2 separate regions of the Neogale vison genome follow, and region 1 is linked to region 2. The links are chromatin contacts, called in public Hi-C maps. All regions are on one chromosome and are shown on one strand. The core of a region is the stretch at or near the end of the contact, and the rest is flanking DNA. Distances in the headings are between cores, read along the strand shown.

What was found. A called contact is a pair of places that touch in the nucleus more often than the background predicts.
Region 1: a contact with region 2 is called in a Hi-C map of fibroblasts, with 10 times the contacts expected there. The contact joins two enhancer-like sites. A contact is called at or near these places in 2 of 3 Hi-C or Micro-C datasets (fibroblasts and muscle).

What each region holds. Positions count from the first base shown.
Region 1 is chr7:160,239,632-160,245,128 of ASM_NN_V1, forward strand. It overlaps MICAL2 (F-actin-monooxygenase MICAL2), which reads left to right. Exons shown (of 31, transcript XM_044258847.1): 23 at 3,752-3,826. Among named protein-coding and RNA genes, the nearest start is that of PARVA, 69 kb to the right of the region's middle. Within about 2 kb of position 3,795, the one cell type or tissue checked has open chromatin away from gene starts, as enhancers often do. A contact at or near this core is called in fibroblasts, where this site is marked.
Region 2 is chr7:160,034,085-160,039,011 of ASM_NN_V1, forward strand. No RefSeq gene overlaps it. Among named protein-coding and RNA genes, the nearest start is that of DKK3, 26 kb to the left of the region's middle. Within about 2 kb of position 1,572, the one cell type or tissue checked has open chromatin away from gene starts, as enhancers often do. A contact at or near this core is called in fibroblasts, where this site is marked.

The DNA of each region.
Region 1 (5,497 bases), core at 2,545-5,044, 210 kb after region 2:
CTGCCTTTCATTCCTTCCCTCCATTTCTGCTTGCTCCTCAATTGCCAGGGGATCTTAGGCAATTTACAAGAAAGACATAAAACAAAATTCTACATCTCTCTCTCTCTCTCTCTCTCTCTCTAAAAGATAAATCCTCAAGATCAGGGTTAACCAAATGATTTTAGGAGGTGGAAACCCCAGAGAGGCAGACCGTGGTCCTAAGCAGTTGCTCTAGGGGAATCATAAATTTGATCCTGAGTTTTCTGGCAGCCAGAGTTAAAAATGAAACACAATCATTGTTCTCACTGTTCATGAGAAAAACAACATACTGGTTTGTGGCAAGTTCCAGATCTGGTAGCCCTTTCCCTAGTGCTTCGTGTCAAACAGACGGCACTGGTTGACGCATGAGTTCTGTCCTGGGTGAGGCTGTCTCGTACGGCATCCCTGCCTGGCCGGTGAGGGCATCACGATCACCCATGACTCAGTAAGAGGAGTTCTTCCAGGGGGATGGGGCTGGGTCAAGACATCAAGGCAGTGTGGCCAAAGACTTTTGTTTCTAAGAGTCCAGCTTAATTCCAGGATAAAATACAGAGTAGACAGAGACGTGGACAGACTGCGTGACTTTCAAGCGAACTTTTGTTGATTTCACCGTCATGCATCACATTTTTGATCATTGCTAGGCAGACCCCATTGTAAAGGTTAAATCCTCCAGCACGGTCTCAGAGCTGTGTTTTGTGTGGCTGGTTATGATAAATCGGTTACTTTACCAGATCATATAGGGTTGATCACTCACCACAGTTTTCACTTGAGTAAATGGCTCAGAGCTGAGCCAAGGGAATACCAAACCAGGCCAACCTGGCCAACCCGCTTTAAGAAGACTCCTGGTTTGCACACCTGTGCTCATCCGGCATTATTTACAATTGCCAAAGGGGGAAATGACCCCCAGATTCACCCAAGTGGTGAGTGGATAAACAAATTGAGCGACATCCATATAATGAACTATTATTCAGTGTTAGAAAGGAAGGAGGCTCTGACACACGGTCCAACGTGGATGAACCTTGCAGACATGATGCAGAGTGAAGTCAGCCAGACACGCAAGTCAGAACAAGCATTACATGATTCCACGTCTGGGTGGCACCTGGAATAGTCAAATTCATAGAGAGAGTCAGGGGGTAGGAAAGTGGGGGGTTAGATTCGTGGGTACAGAGTTTCAGTTTGGGATGAAGAAGTTCTGGAGGTGGATAGTGGTGATGGTTGAACAACAGTGTGAATGATCTTATGGCACCGCGCTTGCCTCTAATGGGGCAAAAATGGTACCTTTTGTGTTACACAGTGTTTCTCCCTGACTTCTGGGACTACCTTGGCTCATCGAGGAAGCTACTGTATCCTCAAGGTTCTTTAGTACAGAGCATCCCCAAGAGGATGGCCTGAAATAGAATTTAAGCCCTGTGTTATCTGGGCTCAGTGGAAAAGGTTCAGTAATGCTCCCCTAAAACACCTAGTTCAGTGGATCTTTGAAATCTCGTTTAAAAGGCAGATACGGGGGCGCCTGGGTGGCTCAGTGGGTTAAGCCTCTGCCTTCAGCTCAGGTCATGATCTCAGGGTCCTGGGATCGAGCCCCACATCGGGCTCTCTGCTTGGTGGAGAGCCTGCTTCCTCCTCTCTCTCTGCCTCCCTCTCTGCCTACTTGTGATCTCTGTCTGTCAAATAAATAAATAAAATCTTAAAAAAAAAAAGGGCAGATACATAGGTTCCTACCTACAGAAATTCCCATCTGGTGGGTCTAGCATCAAGTAGGTGCATTTTACAGAAGCGCCCTATCTGCTCCCATGCAGGGGGGGGCCACATCCTACACTTCGGGGATCACAGGAGAGCAGCTTCCAAGAGGGCCTGTCTGTGTCAGTTTGTTGTGATGTGCACACTGAAACTATTAAATGAATCAATCGCATGGGTTTGGGGAGTAAATCAGTTAGAGCTGGGGGGCGGACTGCCCCCATCTTATTCTGCTTTAGAAAAATTGGTATTTCTCCATTTTTTTTTCTGGCAATAATTTGACAACAGGGATGGTCCAATGACCTACAGGGCATACTGCTAGTTTGTAACAATAAAACAATATTATTATTATCATTAATACCATATGGCAAGATACTTACCTCTTACTCCTTTTGTAGTTGGTCATGCAGTAAGAGCTCCAAAAGTGCTCCCTAAAAATAAATATAAATAAAATATAAGATGAAAAAGGGAACCGGGCTTGCTTTATGCTGCTCAAAACGACTGGATCGAATCATTGCTACCCACCCTGTTGTTCCTATTGTGGTTAAAAATGTGCACATGTGTGTCCTATAAACACCAGCAATGGAAAATCGCTTGTGAATTTTAGCCAATTTTAATAAGTTCCATTCCACAAAGTGAAAAGGCTGAGGAGAAGCAATAAAATAGGAGCCTGAAGCTGCCTTCTACATTTTTCAGGAAATTTCCCCACCAGCAGACGGAGGGGCTGTAGTAATGGTCGGCAGGAGGTAGCTTTCCCAGAGGCCCGCCTGCCCCTGCTGCACACTGTCCAGCCAGGCTGACCCCGCCCTGTGCCTGCAGAAGGGAGGAACAGGCCCAAACTGGAGGGTGGGGGGAGAGGAGGCTGGGCCCTGGAACCCCCCTCCCAGAGCTCCCCCTCAAACCCGTGGCTTCAATATGACAGGAGGCCTGTGGGACAAAGAACCCACCAGACAGAACAGGCTCATGTGGTCTCCACAGTAAGGAAAAGAGGGGAGTCAGGGGCCGAAGCAGCTGGCATATCTTGTCCCAAGGAAGAGAAGCCCCCAGAAGGGATTGGATTGCCATCTGCACCCCCACAGTATGGCTGATGAGAGCTGACGCCCAGTTCTGAGCACTGGCAGGGTGTGGGACCCAGGATTTCTTACCAAGAGAGGGCTGGGCCTTGGCTTCAAACCTCCCCGACCCCGTTTTCCCACACCCACATCACTCCTGGGGCGTTCTTTCCTTCCTCGCCCCGTTGTCCCACCTGTGCATGCGGGTCCCCATTCTTTCTCTGAAGGAGAGGTTCTCTGAAGGAACTGCCACAGGGACCCGGAGCCTGAGACCAAATCTGAGGGCCCAGAGTGGGAATGGGGTACATGTGCATCTCTCCCACCCTGAATGGCCAAGGCCATGTTCTTCTGCATATGGTATTCATCTCACTCAGCTAATTCTCAAGACCCACCTGAGTGGAGGCTCTTCAGTACACAGTCCATGGAATCCTGGTTCCTGAAGGGTTTGGGAGGCTTTGTAGGGGAGGGGGAGAGGACGTAGAACTTCCTGGAGCTTCCAGGCTTCATTGAGAGCAACTCCGGTTTGTCTGCTCCATATATGGGATGTTGATGTGAGACCAGCTTTGAAGAACTGCTTTGCTGAAAACGAGCATACAGGTGTGCACAAAAGCACGCGTATATATGGGCATGTGTGAATACATGTGTGCACATACACAGGGACACATGTATGTTAATTATGGGTGAGTTAGAATGATGGCTCATAATTTGAGGCATTTTCTGAATGATCGCCGTACCTGTCCCAAAGCAGGGTCTCAATATGAGACCAAATAAAAAGGTGGGAGGTGTGTCATAGGAATGGGAAGATGCAGTCTGGAAAAGGAAGGGGTTCAGTCAATTATGACTATTAGTCTATAAAATGTGCCACAGGAGAAAACCCCATAGTTTTCCTTTAAGTTTAACTTCCTCCCTCTCTGTCTTCTCTCCCCCTTTCTTTTTTTGTACCACAGCTCTGCAACGGGCCAGTAGCTTCCAGTCTCCAAGTCCCAGCAAATACCAGAGCTGGAGAAGAAAATTCCAGTCGAGTGAGTCATGAGCTCTCTGGGAGTGGGCCGGGAGGGGCATGGGCAGTGTCTTCTGCTCAATTCTCAGGGGCAGCTGTTCTCATTCCATGCGTGTCCTCTCTGACCTGGCCTCTGGGATGTTAGGGGCAAGGAAAGAAATAGAAGGTTGACTGTTTCCACTGCTGACTCGAGGAAGCATTTTCCAAGGATTTAGGACCTTTCTTCCTCCTTCAGCTCCCCAGTCTGGAATCATGGAGCCTTAGAGCGCTACTGTTGCACCTGGAAGGGTATTAGTAATGATTGGCTGCAAGCTTTTTGAAACACAGATGAGGAAACCGAGACCCAGAGCTTCTATGTTTTTCATTCTGTGCACTCGAGTTGGATTGACAGATCAGCTGAAGGCAGTCATGGGCATAGCAGTGAAAGAAGCCGCACCTACATCCATGCACACACCCATCCATACAGACACACCTGCTTCTTTCTCTGAGCAGGCTTTGATCCCAGCATCCCTGCGAAGAACAGGGTTGGGTGAGGACCAGTGACTACAACGGACACCAAGGCATCTGGATATACCACTAGGGGGCGCAGCATCCCCACTCATGGGGGCACCGCATTGTGGGGCTGGCTGCAGTTTCTGTGGGGCCTCCCTTACAGGGCAGGCATCCCCTCCCGGGCCCTCTAATCCATCTCCAAGTCCCCCTTCCACCTTCCCCTGCCCCCACACTCTCTCTCTGGGCTTTGCTCTGGGAGAGGTGGACCCAGGAAAGCCTTGGGTTAGACAAAAGTTTCTAAAAAGAGCCATTGTTGAAGTTGGAACAGAGCACTAGTTAGTTGGCTCCTTCCTTCTGAGTCAATGTGGACTCCTGGCCCATGAGTCATTCATTCTCCTAGCAACCCTCAGATTCGAGGCCTCCCCTCCCTTGGGTGAGGCTGGAATAATGGGTGCCTCTGGAGCTGGACAACAGTGGCACACCAGCAAGCCACCCCACCCGGGGCACCCTGAAATGACTCTGGAATCATCCTGCAGTCCCAGGCACTGAGGGTGACAAGAAAAGGGGGAATTTAATGTTTACTGAAGGCCCAGGTCACTCCATTTCCCCTTTCTGGGGAAAGATTACAGGAAATCTGCTTCTGTGGGGTGGGGTGGTCCATTTGGGTACGGATTTCACCCCGTGCTAACAGCTGACTTCACTGAGTGCCGCTAGTACAAGGGGCTCTACTTTGCCCTTGAGAAGTTCCTTGGGGTACGAGCAGTGAGTCTGGTGGGGGTCCCTGCTAGCAGGTTAGGGGATGCTGGAGGAGGCACGGGAGAGAGAGGACAGCTAACCAGCAGCCTGGTTTCTGGGATGCCCTTGAGGGCATCGGCGTGTCTCTAGTTATCCCAGATGTTGGTTCTCAAGTGTATGTAAAAGCTGGTTTGAGGGCAGGCCTTCAGTTGGGGTCGTTTCTATGGGCCTGTCCCAGAGGAGGTGTCCAGTCGTTGCTTGCTAAATGAATGAGTATAAATGAGTGAACAAACACAGGAACCAAGGAATGAGGTGGCTGGACCTGGTGCAGAAACAAACGGAGCCCATGGGCTCTGCCTGTGCAGGAAGCTGCCCCTAGAGGGCGCTCTGAGACCTTGGAAGACTGGAGCATTGCCTAAACTCCAAATTCTGGGAAGCTTCACCCTGGAATCCCGATCTTTGTAAG
Region 2 (4,927 bases), core at 322-2,821:
TTACTTTGCCATTGACTAGTTTTGCGTCCTCAGAGAAGTCACTGGGGCTCACTCAGCCTGTTTTCTCATCTGTGAAATGGGGACTATATTCCCTTGCTCCCCTGGTTTCCAGGAGGATTACATGAGGTGGGCAGTGAGTCAGCAGACACAGAGCCTGGCATGCAGCTTTAGGGCTGGCCATCCCCGACTCTAGCTCTGTCTTCTTTCAGCTGCTCTCCCACACAAGCCCTTATCTCTGTTCTCTCCTGTGTTTGGACCTGTGTCGGTTTCCACAGTTTATTCAAAGGAAGCACAGGGCTTACTTCTAGAAAGAGATTGCAATCTAGGTGGGAGGGCAAGATAAGTGCGTGAAGCAACCTGAAAACCATTCTGAGGCAATACACAGGACTGCGTGTGTCGGGCCAGGAGGTTCACGGGACAGGCCTCATGGTGGGGGGCGGGGGTTGGCGAACAGATGTGGTCTGCAGAGTAGTGTAGGGTGGGATGTGCACAGCCAATGGCAGATGGGTGGCATGGGAGGATGGTGCTGGGCCAGAGGAACAGCATGAGAGAGGGCAACACAGAGGTGGCTGAGGGAGTGGCCCGGCCCGGGCTTACATGTGTGCCAGGGGCTGCCGAGCTGAGGCTTTTGTGGAGGGGGAGCCAGGAACGTTTGCCAAGAAAATCCCTCCGCTCTCAGAAGGTTGGCTGAGTGACTTGAGTTAGATGAAGCAGGTGGTTGCCAGGCAAGTGGGGCTCGGCACTGTGAAACAGGCAGGGCCTGGAGCAGGTCGAGCTGGCGGCACCGGTAGGAAGGTCTGGGGAGGGAGATTCTGAAGTCAAGGTGACTGTGGTGTGATGGGACACCAGAGACCTTTAACTGAGAGCTGTCCGCATACCCGGAGCTCAAATTGCTGGATCCTAACCTGTTCCCCAGAAAGGACACTCCGTTGGCTCGTACGAGTAGTCCAGGTGGCAGTGGGCAGTGGGTGGGCAGTGGGAGGGAGCAGGATGGAGGAAATGCATTCGCAGCACATTCAAATCGGAGCCCCAGCTCAGCTGAGAAAAAGAACAGGAGGAGGGCTGAGGCTGGAGGTAGCAGCGAGGAGAGGAGGGAGGTGACTCCGGCCGGGCTCTGAGACGCAGGGCTGGGAACACATTGACCAGGCGGGAGCGTCTTTCCATTGGAGCACGTGCCTGTATACCTACAAGCACAAGTGCAGGGGTGTAGCCCCCCAATTTACACGTGCATGCTAATCATACCCAGAATCATGCTAATCATACCCTTAAAGAAACACGCATGTGCTCATGTAGGCAAATGCACGTGGACGCACACAGGTAGGTTACACACTAACACACACGTGCACATACACAAGTTCTCTCCCCAGTCCGGCCTCTCCTAGGGCTGGAGCTGGCTGCCATGAACCCAATGCCAACTGGGTTCACGGCAGCCAAGCCAGGAAGAATCTGTCCTGCCTGGGCACCAAATCCATTGCTGATGGAGCCTTCTCCAGCCTTTGCTTGTAAACACTATTTATTTTGGAAAGCAACTTCTCTGTTTTCAAATAAAAAGTTGGGACATGTGGTATTGGATTTCCCTGATCTGACATTGACCTAGAAAAATGTGCTGGCAGGAACAGAAAATGCGCTGCCCCACTGTGCTGGCAGGCACGGGTGAGTTTCACTCTCCTTGGCTTTGACTGCGAAGGTTAAGGTGCAAGCAAGGGGGTAGTGCTGTCTCCTTGTGCAAGCAGTGTTCTCCCTGCAGGGCTGGGGGAGGCTAAGGCCCAGGTCTGGAGGCTTCCTGTCGGCCTGTGTGCTAATGGTGTTGAAGAGCAGGCCGGCAGGATAAATCGAAAGTGACTGTGAGGGTGCCTGGGTGGCTCAGTGGGTTAAAGCCTCTGCCTTCGGCTCAGGTAGTGGTCCCAGGGTCCTGGGATCGAGCCCCGCATTGGGCTCTCTGCTTGGCAGGGAGCCTGCTTCCTCCTCTCTCTCTGCTGCCTCTCTGCCTGCTTGTGATCTCTGTCTGTCAAATAAATAATAAAATCTTAAGAAAAAAAAAAGTTAAAAAAAAAAAAGTGACTGTGGAGGAGCAGCCGATCACGGGGGCCAGTGACAGGGGCCAGCAGGCAGAGTGAACAGCTCTGGCCCATGCAAAACAGGTGTGGGGCCCAGTAGGGGGATCCGCAGAGGCATCATCAGGGGACCGGGCAATGAACTTCAGCTCTGGATGAGGTATGAAACAGGCTCCTGTTCCTTGAAGGAGAGCAGGCTTCCAGAAGACAGAGCAGCCATGACTGGTGAAGTTCAGGGTCTGCTACAGGCCTGCTGAGAGCCTGGGCCCTAGTTTTATAGAGTACAAGGCAGGAGCCCTGCATCGTGGTGGGGACATGAGCACCCACAGCCCTTTTAGGGGCACGGGGTCCTGATCTGATTGGCATCAAAGGAGGCTGAAGAAGCAACATGCAATCCACCGCCCCACAGAACCCCTAAGAATCCCTCAGCCGAGTGGGTGACTTCATTCTCTGCCCGTTTTCCTCATGGCCTCTTGTAAGGATGAAATGAGATCATAAATGTAATGTGCCCAGCCAGGGCCGGTGACACAATAAAGCTCAGTAAATCTGAGATTACATCCTGGCTTCACCCCTTAACTCGCTGGGGAGACTAGGGCCACCTGACTGCCTGTGCCTTAATTTCCTCATCTGTAGAAGGCTACTGGGTAATAATAAAAATGTACTTCATGGAGCTGTTGGGGATCCGATAAGTTAATACACATAAGGCATTGTGAAAAGTGCCCGGCACTTCATATGCATGATTAGATGTTTATTTATAAATTAAATATTATTCTTAGTGATTTATTCATGCACGCATTCACTTACTCATTCAGCACGTATTTATAGAGGGCCCGGTACATGTCAGATACTGTTGTGGCCCTGGGAATACAGTGGTGAGAAGAGACGAACTCTGTAGGTGGAATGATGTCTGTCCCACCCCCTGGACATCCATGTTCTAATCCTGGACCAGGTGCATGGGCTGTGCTACACGTCAGGGGGAGGGGGAGGGTTTAAGGTTGCAAATCAGCTGTCCAGAAGATAGATTATCTTGGGGAACAGGGTGGGAGGGGGCAGGAGGCTCAACATAATCATGAGGGTCCTTCTAAGTACATGAGCAAGACAAGAGAGGCAGAGTCAGACATGTGAGGGCCAAGCAGAGGTCAGAGCGATGGGATTTCGGGCTTTGATGATGGAAGAGGGCCACCAGCCAAGGAGTGTGGGTGGCCTGTAGAAGCTGGAAAGGGGAAGGAGCTGGATTCTCCCCTGAAGTTTCCAGAAAAGAATGCGGCTCTGCCCCTGATTTTAGCCCAGAGAGCTCTCTGCCTTCCAGAACTGTAGGATAATAAATCTGTGTTGTTTTAAGCTGCTAAGTTTGTGGGAATTTGTTATAGCAGCCATAGGATGAGAACATAAATCCTTCCTCATGGAGCTTATATTCATCTAGGGGGAGCAGATAGTAAGGAAGTAAATAAGGAAATAAACATTGTGTGTGGGATGGGCATTTCCTCTTCTTTCTCTGGTGGTGAGCCAGCGGCTGAGCACAGATATAACTGCAGGGAGAAGGGGGCAGGACAGGGTGGAGGGAGCTTGTCAGGCTGTCGTTCCCCCAGCCATGGGCACCTCCACCCGTCATGCCCCTCTGTGTGGCTGAAGGGCAAGGGCTGCTCTGGGCCAGTGCTTCTAGGCTTTGGTGGGAGGCACAGCTGAGGCTTTGGGGTTCAGGACTCTGGGTGGGGAGGGTGCAGGAGAGGGGCAGGCAGGGTGCAGGAGAGGGTAGGGCTGCTGGCGGAAGTCTGGGGCGGTTAGCTGGCTCTCCGGGGGGCCTGCTGGTGAGGCGCTGAGAATGATGAAAATGTGGGATATGTCCGAGTCAATCGTGAGCAGAAGCTGGGCCAGGGGGTTGCCTCTGTGAGCCCCCTCCAGGTTTTTGTAGTATAAGCTCTTGATAGAGCATAATGAGCGGCACCCAGAATCGGTTCTGGGTAATTTTGCTGTACACGTCTTTGCCGCAGGCATTTTCACTACATAACTAATTGACCTTAATGCTGTTTTGCAGTAAAAGATAAAATAATGGGCTGGCTAGTTACATCCCTCCACTGATGAACCCACGGCCTTCGGCAGAGCTCATGCAGAGAAGCTGGTTGTCAGCTGGGTTTTATTTCTCCATGGACACAGTTCTCACTTTTATGTTTGGGTAGACCCTCCTTGGCCTCATTTCGCTCTGGGGTTTCTGTTACCCGCTGCCAACCATGGTGTGGAAGCAGATGGCCCTCCTGATGTGCGGCCAGGTCAATGGCAGCCCAGTGGGCCACGGTGCCTAGGACATTCCCGTCATTCTTGTCCTCACGGAAGCGTTTTATCCTCTCCCGTTACTGCAGGAAGAAGGGTGAGTGCAGGACAATAAGCTATGTTGAGAGGGATACACTCACATAACTTATTACAGCATGTTGTTTTAACTGTTTTATGCTTGGTAATTGTTAATCTCTCACTGTGCTGCACTTATGAATTCAACTTATTCTAGGTGGGTATGTTTGGAGAAAAAGAAAAAAAACAACAGTCTGTCTAGGGTTGGGTCGCATCGGCGGCTTCAGGCGCTGGGGGGGTCTTGGGGCTGTCCCCCTGCCCGAGGAAGGGGAACGACTGTAAATCCCCGCTGGCCTTCACAGCGGTCTGTACCGTGACCAGAGCAGAGGTTGGTTTTCAAACGGTGGATGCTCACAGCCGCATAGACCACTTGCTAGAAAGTCCCGTGACAAGCTCCCCGGACGCGTGAAACAGTGGAAGGCCAGACTGCAAGCTACACTGTCCCGGAAGAGAGAACACCCCAGGCCCCATGGCAGCACAGCTCGGTCACAAATGGGTCAGAACCTCAGCCTTTCGTCCACTTGCCCAGG